Regions from separate parts of the Mus musculus genome. Here regions 2 and 3 are each linked to region 1. Evidence: chromatin contacts called from public HiChIP or PLAC-seq and promoter capture Hi-C data. All regions are on one chromosome and are shown on one strand. The core of a region is the stretch at or near the end of the contact, and the rest is flanking DNA. Distances in the headings are between cores, read along the strand shown. Region 1 has its middle 86 kb from the start of Strit1. Region 2 holds the start of Plch1 (phospholipase C, eta 1). Region 3 holds the start of Gmps (guanine monophosphate synthetase).

Region 1 (4,439 bases), core at 1,308-3,807:
AAGGAAAGGAAGAATGAAGGAAAGAAAGAAAAAATGCCATTTTTATAGCAATCTATATCACAGAAAAACACCAGACAGCACATTTGCAGGAACCTTGATTTTTGACCTGAACTATGAGCAAGTGGATTTCCAGTCTTCAGCCAGGCAGCCTCAGATATTTTATATTGGCAGCCTAAGCACAGGTTTAGAGCTGCTATGGAACCCTTTAGAGCATCATTCTCATCTTCCTGTGGGGTAGGTACTCTACTGTGGCTGCAGAAGACAGCTCCTGGCAGACTCACACAGCCTAGGTAAGAGAAAGAAGCCACAACTGTGTGATCTTGAGCTAAGCAAGCAAAGAGGGAAGGATCTATCTATCCACACAGGAAAGCGTGCAAACAGAGTCACATGAGTTTGGAATCCAGAAACATCAAGCTAACCATAGTATCCCTAACAGGTTACCATGATGTGTCTACAGCCTAAACTTTTCCCCATCAATTTTTGGCCAACATGTACTGGGATATTTCTGCTCGAAGATTGACAATGAAACATCCATGAACATGGTGCTTCTAAATCATGCCAGTGCTTCACTTTAGGGGCTTGAGAGATTGGGGAAACAGTGAAGCCACTCGCCCCTGGACCTGTTTGTGGTCAATGAACGCACAGATCCTTCCTTGCGCATTTTATGTCAAACAGCCTTTAACAAACTATTGATTATACTGCAGGAAGATTCAGTTAGAAAAACTCTTTTTCTCTATTCACGATTTTGGGCTATTTTCTCTCCATGTTACAAAAAAGTATTTATTTCTATCTCTGTTAAAAGTAGTATTGAAGCTTTATTTAGCCTCACAGTGCCAAGTCTCGATTGCTCTCCATGATCTCTTCACGCCTTTAAACCCAGGACCATGTGGAAAACACTTATACATTTCCTCTACTTTCTCAGCTGCAGCTGACCAGCATCAATTATCCTAGTAAAGCAAAGGTTTCACTTTAGTGATTCAGAGGTCCTTTTTATCACAGCTAATCCTTTTAGTCACAGCTGATCAGAACCACAGGCTCTTAATTTAGAATATCCAACAGCCCAATGGTGTCTTTAGGAACCCTCAGATTTCCCTATGAGGCTTTCCAAGCCAAGCCTCCATTGCCTGCACTCCTCTCGAGTTTATCTTTAGTTCCCACGACAGCTCTGTGTGTGTGTGTGTGTGTGTGTGTGTGTGTGTGTGTGTGTGTGTGTGTGTGCAAGCGTATGATCATGAGTATCTTTAGTTCCCACGACAGCTCTGTGTGTGTGTGTGTGTGTGTGTTTGTGTGTGCAAGCGTATGATCATGAGTGGCACCGTACATGTGTGGAGGTCAGAGGTCACCTTGTTGAAGTCAATCCTCTCCTTCCATCTCATGGGTCCCAAGGATTAATTAAACTCAGATATCTGAGCTGGGTAGAAAATATCTTTACCCTCTGAGCCATCTTGTGAATAAATGGCTTTTCTGTTCCTGTAGACACTTTTACTAGAATGATTAGCCTACCACTCACCAACCTTAGAGGATGCCCCTGATGCTGTGTATACAACTCCCAATCACAGTTTGGCATGCATTTTGTGGAAATTAAACCTCCAAATTCAAGATACTTTATAGGGTAGAACCGAGGACCTGTAACTCCCAATATGTGAAGTCCTGGGTATGAGAAAGGAGCTTTAAAACCCAGCTATAGCCCGTATGCTACTGATGAGTAACTGTCAAAGAACTCAGTTTCCTTAACTTGCAGGACTCAGATCACTGGTTAAAATGAAGAAGTGCTTGTTGACAAGAGTCTGATACAGCTGTCTCCTGAGAGGCTCTGCCAGAGCCTGACAAATACAGATGTGGATGTTCACAGCCAATCATTGGACTGAGCATGGAGACCTCAATGGAGGAGTTAGAGAAAGGACTGAAGGAGCTGAAGGGGTTTGCAGCCTCACAGGAGGAACAACAATATTAACCAACCAGACTACCCAGAGCTCCCAGGGACTAAACCACCAGCCAAAGAGTACACATAAAGGGCCCCATGGCTCCAGCTGCATGTGTAGCAAAGGATGGCTTTGTTGGGTATCAGTGGGAGGAGAGGCCCTTGGTCCTATGAAGGCTCAGTGCCCCAGTGTAGGAGAATGCCAGGGCAAGGAGGAGGGAATGGGTGGATGGGTAGGTAGGGGAACACTCACAGAAGCAAGGGGAGGGATGGGATAGGGGGGTTCCGGAGGGGAAACCAGGAAAGGGGATAACATCTGAAATGTAAATGCATAAAATATACAATAAAAATACCTAGCTCAGTAAGATTTGAGCCAATAAAGATTTTGGCAGGTTAAAAAAAATAATAAATAAGGAGTCTCCAGTTTAGTTAATGTTCATAACCAATGACTTAAAATTTATGTTGAAATAATAAAAACGTATTTTCTGGGAATTTTGCCTCAGGATTAAAAAGGCACAAAACCCAGCTAATAAAGGAAAACAAACTTGGCCAGTTTTTGCGCATTGGAAAAGAACTGAGCGTATCCCTAATGCATATGCATCCTTAGAATTATGGAGTGCACTCTCACAGTGAGCCACCAGGGGTCACTGTCTGAGATGTTTGGCAAAGAACAGACCCGCTGATGCTAATATAGGTTAAGTGGAACTTTTCCTGATTCCAAATATTGTGGCACAGGCCCAAAGCAGAGGACAAAGGGGAGCTTTTTCGTTTGCAGCACTGACATCTGCCTGCAGCTGGTGCTGACAGCAGAACCTAAGGCTAGCTGCAAGCCCTCACATTGTCCCGACACCGAACATATGGCACCTTCAATAAAGGCAACAAACATCCTGACTCTTTTAGGCACAGGGGTAGTCTGAAAAGGATGCAAACCCATCAGTTGTCCATAGAACTAAACAAACAGCCCTCAAAACAGAATAGAGCTTGGTATTTTCTGATAAACAGACTGGGACAAAAAGTGCATGCTAACCATGACTCCATTGGAACTCACAGTAGAAAACCATCCTTACAGGGATGGGCCAGACAGTCTCTACCACCTTGTGTCCTTTCCTATAAAAGTTCAGCTAGGAGTTCTTTCGGGTCACTCCTTCACAGCTGTCCTTGTTAGGGTTTTACTGCTGTGAACAGACACCAATGACCTAGGCAACTTTTATAAAGACAACATTTAATTGGGGCTGGCTTACAGGTTCAGAGGTTCAGCTTATTATCACCAAGTGGGGAGCATGTCAGCATCTAGGAAGGCATGATGCAGGAGGAGGTGAGAATTCTACACCTGCATCTGAAGGGCACCTGGAGAAAGAAGATGGGCTTCCAGGCAGCTAAGACTAAGGTATTAAAGCCCACACCCACTGTGACATACCTAACAAGGCCACACCCCCTAATAGTCTCACTCCCTGGGCCAAGCATATTCAAACCATCACAAGAGTTACTTTATATTCATATTTTCTCTACACTGAAGGGTTTTTCTATTTCTTGTGCCCTTAAAAGCACACACACACACATACACACACACACACACACACACACACACAGAAGATCTTGGAGTTTTAGGTCAAAAGTAGAAGCAAGCTTGCTATGTACAAGATCCCAGGTTTAGACCCTATAAACTCCTAGTGAAGCAAAATAATAATCAAAGAAACTGTCCTATGATGAAAATTCTAACTCCAGAAGAAAGGCAAAATAGATTGCTGTCTGGTGAGGTTTTAAAGAGGAAAAGATTCTTGCTCAAGACAGGTGAGGCCTCTTACCTCATAACTCCATCTTGCCCCTGGCTTGAGCCCCCGTGGTTCTTTGCTTGATAGCTGCCCCAGGAAAACGTAGTGGTTTGTTGTGTGGCTAGATCATAAATTCGAAGAGACTTGTTCTCCTAAGCAGTCTAACATTCATGGCCGTTGCCTCGCTGATAGTGAGCACTGTGCTCTGGTTCAGGTCTCCATCCTCAATCACTACACTTTTCTCCCAACCTTCCACAACTTTCCCCAGCTCCTACAAAACCTACAATATTTGGCAGGAAATAATGATTTTTTTAAACTTACATTTCACCATGTTTCTGTCTTGTGGTTGGCACATCTGTGCTAACCCCAGTTTATAAGGAAGGACTTTGAGAAGTTTTGCTTTTTTTTACATGAAGCACCATTTCTGCACTTCAGATGTGTTTCACATTGGCCTCCAGCCCTTCTGCCTGATGACTATATGCTCAGTACTCTTGCGTTAGTTTACTGAAAAGCTGCTGCTATAGGGCATCTTCCTGGCAATTCTAGTAATGGCTGAAATTCTGATTCAAGTGCTAACCAGATACTTGGAGGTTCAAGAGATACCAACTAAATGAGCGAGAAACTAACTAGCATGAAAAGCCAGTACAGACTCTTCTAGTGTTAAACACATAGCTAAGACTTGTCAATGTTAGTATTCCTTGGCAATGATATTTTCAAGTACAATGGAATGATTTTAATGGATCCAT
Region 2 (4,001 bases), core at 1,191-3,690, 330 kb after region 1:
AATTTTCACAAAAGCTAGGGCATATAGCCTGATAGAAGGTGCTTTCCTAGCATGCAAAAGTGGGGCCTTGGGTTCAATCCCTAGCAACGCGCACACACACATACACACACACACACACACAGTGCTTTATATTAAGGAATCCTAACACAAATCACCTTTATCACCTCTGTTTTTATAACTCTATCTCTTATAATTATACAAGAGACTAATTTTTTCAAAACAAATTTACTTGAAGTCAATGAAGTGGAAACTATGTGAAACAGAAGCAAGGATAATTCGTTTTATTACAAGCCACTATAAATCTCACTCTGCCTCCCAACCTCCCCTCCCTTTGTCTCCTTCCCAGCCTTCCTCCAGGCACTCCCAATCTCATTATTCCATGATCTGCTAAAACCACAGTTTACCTCCTGGAACCAGTAGAACACACATCACTGAGAATTAGGGAATTGGAGACAGTTACAAGCCACCAAACAGGGTCATAAAGGACTTGAACCTGAAAATAAAGTTTTTCTAATTTTCAAGAGAAAAAAGTTTGTTTGTTTTGTTGTTTTTTAACATTATAGCTACACAAGTTGCACAAGGTTGACACTGATGGGAAAAAGGATGGGTGAGAAAACTTAACTTGGATGTTATTTACAGACTATGTGAAAAATAGTATGTTGGTGTCTTTGACTACAGCTTGCTGTTGGCACTAGAGGAAATCATCTTTAACTTCCTGGTACAAATAAACACTCGTCTTACTGGAATGCATAGTGTTCAAAACCAGGATGCAGAATCCTTAAGCTACTTCACTCAAGTTATTTTAAGCCCTACTTGGTCCCAAGAAAAGCAACTCCATTTTAAACTTTTATTAACAGTGATCTGAATTCTAATCAGTTTATTTACATAGCAAGTAGCTCTCGATCGCGCTGCGAAATAGGGATGCAGTCTAAGAAAACATAGTAACAACAAGTTATAGCACCCACTAGAAACCGCTGGAGATTTGTACTCTTACCAAATGCTCCCCTGGGTGCAAACAAATGAAACTTAAAAGACGGGAAGAGGTTTTTCAAGACACAATTTTAAGTCGTCAACAGACGGCTTAAGAAAGACTAGTCTGCAATAATGCGTCTTAAAACATTCATTTTCTGAACAAGATCATAATGCCAGCAGTAAGCAACCCACATCTTAAAAAGCAACGTCTCTGTTGACAGAGAGAACCTTTGCTTCCCTTCACCGGCATTTAACACACTAGTTCATTTGGAGAGCATCAGGTTCTGTACGTTATAAACAGGTTGTATGCAGAGTACACAGGAGCTACGATGTCGTCTGCACACTGTGGAAACCCAAGCTTAATACAATTGTTTAAAAAAGCCGCACCAGGAAATAAAGTCTTATTCATATCTTCCTTTTCACAGGATAAAAGGAGGTAACTTGAATGCTCCAATGAGCAGTTTCTCAGCATTATTTTTCTACCATGATCAAAATGATGACAGAAGAGAGAAAAAAGTTATATATTTTTTATTTCATACCTCTGGCTATCACTTCAATGCTAAACTCTTAAAAAACAAAAATGAGATCGTAAGTTGATTCCAAGCTACAAACAAACAAACAAACAAAAAGTCTAGAGAAAGACTTGGGCTCCACAGTGAAGCAAAGCAAAACAGCTCTGCTCTTCAAGTGGCGTCTCCGACCCGGTACTGTTGCCATGGTATCCCGCGCAGGCGCAGAGAACACCTTCACAGCCCGGGCGTCGCTTCGGTAACCCATGATTTGTCGCTAGGAAAGGGCAGTTGGAGTAAATCCTTCTCGCACCTAATGCCCGGAGCTTTTTGAACAGTAAGACTCGCACCGGCAACTAAGGGCGCGCTTCTGGGACCGCAGAACTGCTTTCCAGGCGGCCAGAGCCAGGGGAGGTCTTGTGGGATCATTCCGCCGCGATGCGGGACCCTCCCGGTGGCTGGACCTCTGCCACCAACCAGGGCAGGGAAGGTCTTGCTCAGGCACAAAAGCCCACGCGCTCCATTAGGAGCTCACGAGCTACTGTGGTCCAGTTCCTGGGCCGAGGCACCCTGGCACACACCACAACCCGGTGCTCGCGGCTGAGATTGCCCAGAAAGAATTCGAGCACCTGCTCGCGCAACGCTGGAGAGGCAGTCCGGTGCTCCTCTTCCTGCTCCCGGCCCTCTCCCTGTCCCCCACCCCCACCCCCTCCAAAGCACTGACCTGCTCAGCTCTGAGTATCCCGCTGATGAAGGATCCTCGGAGTTTTTGTAACCGGCTCAACCTCCCAAATGCTGGAGTGATCTGCTAGTGTCCCGGTGTGACTCCAACCCCAATTCCTCCAAAACAGCCCCCCAGCCCAAGATGGGCACCACTACACACCAGCCAACAGAACCAACAGAGGAGCTCCAAGTAAAGACCAGCGCTGCCGCCACAACCTGCTTTCTCATTCAAATCCTCATGCTCACATTGGAGCACCCTCCCTCTTAACCCTCAGCTCAGGGCAAATCCGGAACTGGAGCGCGCGCGAGTGGACTGGAGCGCCATCGAGGAACAGGAGCCAAGAACTGGACGTGGACCCCTTATGAAGATGCTACTGCTAGGCATAGGCCAGAACCCCTGGGAATAAAGATCTTCTTCTGTCCTCCCTCGCAGCAAATTTCAAAGAATTCCAAGACCAGGGACACCTCTGATAGATTTTCAGTTTAGGTGGCTAGCGGGTTAAAGACGCTGCTGGAACAAAGTTGGAGAGTTCAGGGGAAGCGAACTGTGCAATGTTCTTACAAGAGTTTGAACCGCTTCAAAAATAAAACACCAAACGACTAATCCTTTCTTTCCTCCCCCTTCCCCCTCCCCCCTTCTCCCTTTCCAATAAATATAGCATCTGTTATTTTCAACTATCCATTTTGAGTAAAATCAAATTGAGGAACAGGGAGTGCAGGTTATAGGATGCTTTGTTATCCCTCAGTCTCTTCCAAATATCACTCGTTGGCATTAATTAACAAGCCAGTTAATTGTCAGTTCACCCGCTAGCGGGCTGGAAAAGCTAATGTGCTGTTAAAGAGCACACAGGCGGCAGCGGAACGTTTGCACCCAGCAAGTGTTCAAAAGCTGAGTAAAGATGAGATCTGAGCGCACTAACAGTAGAAAGGGAATAGCGTGCTGCGGAGTGATCCGGCTTCAAGATTCCAGGACTTGGCTTTTATCAGTCTTGATTCAACCTGTCCTATTGTTAGTTCAAAGCCTAACTGGGAGGAACTGAGGACAAGACCCTCCGTGTACCATTCAAAGTAAAACTTCCCTCCAGTAAGAAAGTCAGGAGCTCTGGCATGGCAACATGGAATTAGCAGGGGTTGTCTGGGCCTGGTGACAACATAAACAAAAGTCTTTTTTTCTTCCATGAGTGAATTTGTTCAGGAAGTAATAAAGGAGAGTCTGAGGCTGGAGAGATCACTAGTCCTCTTTGACTGACAGTGGGGGAGTGGGAGGAGGGATGCTCAGTGACCTCTCAGCACAAGATATAGTATTTCACCTTTTCATCCGTCTTAGCCTAGCCGATACCATAGAAACAACCCATTTGTATTATTCAGTTCAACAGAGGCAATTACAATGTGACGGCAAAGCATCATGGGCAAAAAGAAACTTTATCCTGAAAGCTATCCTGGACGCTTGGAAAAAAAAGAAAGAAAAAAGCAACCAGACTAGTTACAGACTACAAGGAAGAATTCAATTTAGAAAAGGAATTGCAAGGTCTTTTGGCTTCATAAGGAAAAATATTTAATTTCCTAATTTTTCTTTCTTCCTTTGTCCTCTCCCCCTTTTTTTCTTTACCCAGATCGCAAACACCTAATTTACAGGAAATTAAGTAGGGTTGAGGTTGTAAATGTGAAGTATGCTTTGAGAACCTGAAATCGCCAGCACCAAATAGATAGATAGATAGATAGATAGATAGATAGATAGATAGGTAGATAATACAGAAGAAAGGAAAAAAAGACAAGCATTGTTTGCCTCGAAATTGC
Region 3 (4,433 bases), core at 1,151-3,650, 410 kb after region 1:
GGAATCTTACATGGTTCTATAAACCATAAAGTTTTTTAAAGCAATGAGAAATGGATCTATGCTTGGATTGTAATTCATCCAATGAATAAAAGGCAGAGAAACAATTTTGTTTGCAAGCTAAAGCAAGATTAGAAAAGGCTACAGAGGCTGGGAATGAAAGCCCCAGATTCCATTCTTAGTATGTTAACAGGAAAGAAAATTAGAAGAGGCTATAAGCTTCAACCTAGAATACTCTCCCTGGGAATTCAGACCTGATACAGAGGTAAGGGAGAGGCTGCAGCGAGCTGAAGATGCTCTGAGGGTCAAAGTGTTCCCGCCCTCAAAAGATATTCTCAAAGCCATGTCAAAAGTATGAATGAGAAAGCCTTTAGAACAGATTATTCTAAGTCCCAGCCTTTGGGCTACTCTATCTTCGGCCTGGTAGAGGCAGCCTTTAGACTGCTTCAGCTAATACACTATCACGGAGAAAAGATGTTCTTGATGGATAAACTCTGCCCTAATTGCAGAAAAAAGTCTCCTTTAATGATCAGGTTTAGAGGTATTGTTTTCATAAAGAAATAAATAACTGGATATAATCATAGGCCAGTTATTTTGTGGAATGTGTCTTTAATTGATGTTCCTTTCTTTTATGAATTTTAGGCAGAACTACAGTAACATTCTCCTCATTTTATTTAGACCATCAAGTGAGACATGACACTGACCTACTGTACTATTTGTGATATTCATATTGATCACTCAAGAAAGGCTGACTTGAGGCACTTCTAAAGTTGCTAAATTTTGTAAGATGTGGTAGCATATACACTTGGGAGGCTCATGCAGTTGGATCATGTCTAGTTCATAGCTATCAAGGGTTAACAGTGAAACTCTACTCAAAAACAAGCAAAGACAGAAAAATTTGCTATTTTACATTGCATAAGTAATAATGTGGGAAGATACTCTGTGACAGTATAAATAAAACTTGCTTCTTATCTTCCACTCTTTAATTTTAGCATCTACTAATATTTCATGTCCTAATTTACTATTGTTATGATAGCTGAAAATGATTCTTTAACATTTCCAGCTTTTATTACTTGATAGTTTATCATAAATCCTATCTGTGTCCTTTATCATCCACAGCAGTTCTCCTTTCCTGTCTTTTTCTATGTGTCCTAGGCTGGCCTCCAACTCACAGGGATGCACTAGCAAGTGTTAGGACACCAATGACACCTGGCTTCTTCCTTCACATCAGCCATTCTTTTTTGCTGTTGCTTGCAAAAGTTCTTATTTCATTGTGTGTGTGTTGGGGGGGGGGGGGTTATGTGTACATGTGTTTATAGGCACTGAGGCCATGGGAGGATGTTGGGTTTTCTTTTTTCCTTTCCTTTCCTTTCCTTTCCTTTCCTTTCCCTTTCCCTTTCCCTTTCCCTTTTCCCTTTTCCCTTTTCCCTTTTCCCTTTTCCCTTTCTTTCTTTCTTTCTTTCTTTCTTTTCTTCTTCTTCTTTTTTTTTTTTTTTTTTTTTTTTTGAGACAGGGTTTCTCTGTATAGCCCTGGCTGTTCTGGCACCAGAGTGAGAGAGAGAGAGAGAGAGATCAAGAGCCTCTGAACATTTTTCTTTTAATTACTTTCTTTCCTTATTTTTAAAAATCTGAGCCGGGCGTGGTGGCGCACGCCTTTAATCCCAGCACTCGGGAGGCAGAGGCAGGCGGATTTCTGAGTTCGAGGCCAGCCTGGTCTACAAAGTGAGTTCTAGGACAGCCAGGGCTATACAGAGAAACCCTGTCTTGAAAAACCAAAAAAAAAAAAAAAAGAAAAAAAAATCTGGCCTGGAACTAAGATGTGCCTGCCTCAGCCTCCAGATTGCTGGGATCAAAGGTGGTGACTGGCTACCATACATTCTTACAAAAGAAAAAAGAAACAGACAAACAAAAACTAAACAGGCAATCAAATAAATATAATTTCTTCAACAAGGTAGGCTCTCTGAGGAATCTACAGCTTATTGTTAAAAAACAGAGGTGATGGCACACACCTTTAATTTTAGCACTTAGGAGTCAGAGGCAGCTGGATGTAACTTTGAGGCTAGCCTGGTCTGCTGAGTGACCTTATTTAGAAAAACAACAAAACCAAAATAAAACAAAAAAAAACCAGAAAAATTGAGCCACTATTTGTGACACGGTGAATCCATTACTTAAATGTATCTTGCAGTTTATAAAAACTTGAAGTTTGAGGTGGTATGTAGCCACTACTTAATTATTGTCAGCTATCACATCCAGTTCTATTGCCCAGACTGGGGGCATGGCTGATGCTTTCCTTTCTGGTAGGTTTGGTGTTATCTTCCCGGGGTGACGACGAGGGCGGGGCTTGCATGGTCCCGCCTCTAAGAGGCGGGGCCGGTTAGAGGAGGTCGGGCGGAAGCTGGAGGCAGGGCCTGCGCGCGCTTCTGTGTTCTGAGGCCGCTGTTAGGTTCCGGGCTGCTCTTGTTCTTCACGCTTCTGCCGGTCCCGGTGTTGAGCCTCTGGCGTCCAGGCCTTGCCAGCAGTCTGCACCCGCGGCGTTGGTCCCCGATGGCCCTGTGCAACGGAGATTCCAAGGTCAGTCTGTGATTGGCGTCTCTGCCGCCCTCCGGCAGCGTGAGCGAGACCTGGGGGTCCGTCCGTCTCCCTCGGCCGGGTCAGTGGCGCTCTACATGTGTCAGCCCGGCCTGCGGCGCGGCTTTATTGCATCCGAGGCGCTTTGTTGGCTTTGCTAGTGAAGCATCGAGTTCCAGCGGAGAGGCGACCTGGCTGTGGGCCGCGATTCTTGGGGACTTCGGGGCCCTTCAACCGCAGGGCAGGGTCGGGGCCTCGCCTGCGGCGGTCCGGCCAGGCGGGCCTGTATTCTTTCCAGCCTAGTGCAGGCCTTTCTGACTCTATTGACCACAGCTTCTGTTCCTGGGCCCAGGTGTGCTTCTCACCCTCTTCTCCCGCCATCCTCGGAGGGGTAGAGTTAAAGGTTCTGCTCCTGCGCACTCTGTCTCGTGTATTACGTGCTAGTTTTCGGGGACATTTTCCCGCCTTTGGGGCCTTTTCTTGGGAGCCAGGTTCTCCACGGGTGCTGGAAAAAGTTAACTGCGTTAGCCAAGACGCGAGAGCGTTGGGCCGTTGATGCCCGTTTGTGGCTTCCAACTCCCAGCCTTAGACATCGTTCTTAATTGCCTGGTCTGAATTGGTCCCCTTTCCCTTCCGACCTAATCGTCTTTGACCTGGAGAGCTTTCTGACCTTCACAAAGTCAGTTTTGTCATCGAGAAACTGCGGTGTTGGAATATAATTTACTTTAGCAAGGTGTACATCACGCTTGTGCATGCTTGTGACCTAGCTTTAGCAATCTGGTTAAATTTCTCTTCGGGTGTATGAAACTCCAAACTTTTGGATAGCTGTTCTAGAGCCAGGAATAATTTCTGCCCTTGCAAACATGGAGCTTAAGTGTCACAAACTCGCGAATGGCTGCTTAATATGTAGGAATCATTCAAAAACCTGTGTTGAACAAATGAATAAACATTATTAGGTAGCTCCTATATTTTCAAACCTAGGCACCTGTCATGGTCTGAAGAATAAGTCTCACCTTACAGTTTTGTACATTTGTCTTTAATTTTTAATCTTACAACTCACTGGAACTCATCTTTATGGTGGATGAGTTCGCTGCGGTTTTATAGAACCTACTGCGATCTAGAAGAATATTTTCACAAAATTATTTCAGTATTTTTTCAACATTTTTTAATTATTATTTTGCTTTTTTTTTTCCGATACAGGGTTTCTTTGTGTAGCCCTGGCTGTCCTGGAACTCACTCTGTAGACCAGGCTGACCCCGAACTCAGAAAACCGCCTGCCACTGCCTCCCAAGTGCTGGGATTAAAGGCGTGTGCCACCACTGCCCGGCTCAATATTTTCTTAAGATGATATTTTTGATCATTGTGATTTATTTGAGTTTAAGGTGAATAGCTAAATTTTATGTCAAGGTCATGTGGTAGAGTGGCCAACTCACAGCTGTCTGTAATTCCAGCTCAGATGATCCAACATCCTCACTTGGTCCCTGTAGACACTGCATGCAAATGGTGCAGACAAACATATAGGCACAACACTGTTATAAGGAATTTAAAAATAAAATGCAAAAAAACTTAATAAAAGTAATAAAGTAATTCTTAAGCTGGCCTATTAGGATTAACCATCACAGATGCTATTCCAGCACCGTCAGTGAGAAGACATACATCAGTGTAAGGCTAGCCTCCTCCACACACACACACACACACACACACACACACACACGTACATTTATGGTGTTATTCTTGCAAGTGTGTCTGTGTACCACATGTTCGTGCCCGTGTGGTCATGGAGGCCAGAAAATGACATAAGATCCCTTGGGACTGGAATTACAGACAGTTGTGAGCTGCCATGTGGGTTCAAAGAATTGAACCTGGAT

Evidence for each region. Promoter capture Hi-C pulls out the DNA fragments that hold promoters and counts their contacts. HiChIP or PLAC-seq counts read pairs in DNA pulled down with a chosen protein or histone mark.
Region 2: a promoter capture Hi-C map of neural stem cells shows a contact between it and region 1. The contact joins the promoter of Plch1 here to the enhancer-like site in region 1. A contact is called at or near these places in 16 of 39 promoter capture datasets (the 3T3-L1 cell line, 3T3-L1-derived adipocytes, the C10 cell line and 10 more), 1 of 15 datasets of contacts at CTCF or cohesin (embryonic stem cells), 1 of 484 Hi-C or Micro-C datasets (nephron progenitors), 16 of 115 datasets of contacts at active chromatin or transcription factors (craniofacial prominence, differentiating embryonic stem cells, embryonic basal ganglia and 9 more) and 3 of 9 other capture datasets (adipose tissue, embryonic stem cells and pancreatic islet).
Region 3: an H3K4me3 HiChIP or PLAC-seq map of neural tube shows a contact between it and region 1, with 4 times the contacts expected there. The contact joins the promoter of Gmps here to the enhancer-like site in region 1. A contact is called at or near these places in 8 of 39 promoter capture datasets (the 3T3-L1 cell line, the C10 cell line, cranial neural crest and 4 more), 1 of 15 datasets of contacts at CTCF or cohesin (pro-B cells) and 11 of 115 datasets of contacts at active chromatin or transcription factors (bone marrow-derived dendritic cells, cardiomyocytes, craniofacial prominence and 8 more).

Annotation. Positions count from the first base shown.
Region 1 is chr3:63,568,149-63,572,587 of GRCm38.p6, forward strand. No RefSeq gene overlaps it. Among named protein-coding and RNA genes, the nearest start is that of Strit1, 86 kb to the left of the region's middle. Within about 2 kb of position 2,558, at least 3 of the 459 cell types and tissues checked have an H3K27ac peak or open chromatin away from gene starts, as enhancers often do. A contact at or near this core is called in neural stem cells and neural tube, where this site is marked.
Region 2 is chr3:63,897,022-63,901,022 of GRCm38.p6, forward strand. It overlaps Plch1 (phospholipase C, eta 1), which reads right to left and starts at 2,441. Exons shown (of 24, transcript NM_001370984.1): 1 at 2,206-2,441.
Region 3 is chr3:63,973,743-63,978,175 of GRCm38.p6, forward strand. Gmps (guanine monophosphate synthetase) reads left to right here and starts at 2,401. Exons shown (of 16, transcript NM_001033300.2): 1 at 2,401-2,568. The coding sequence starts at 2,542.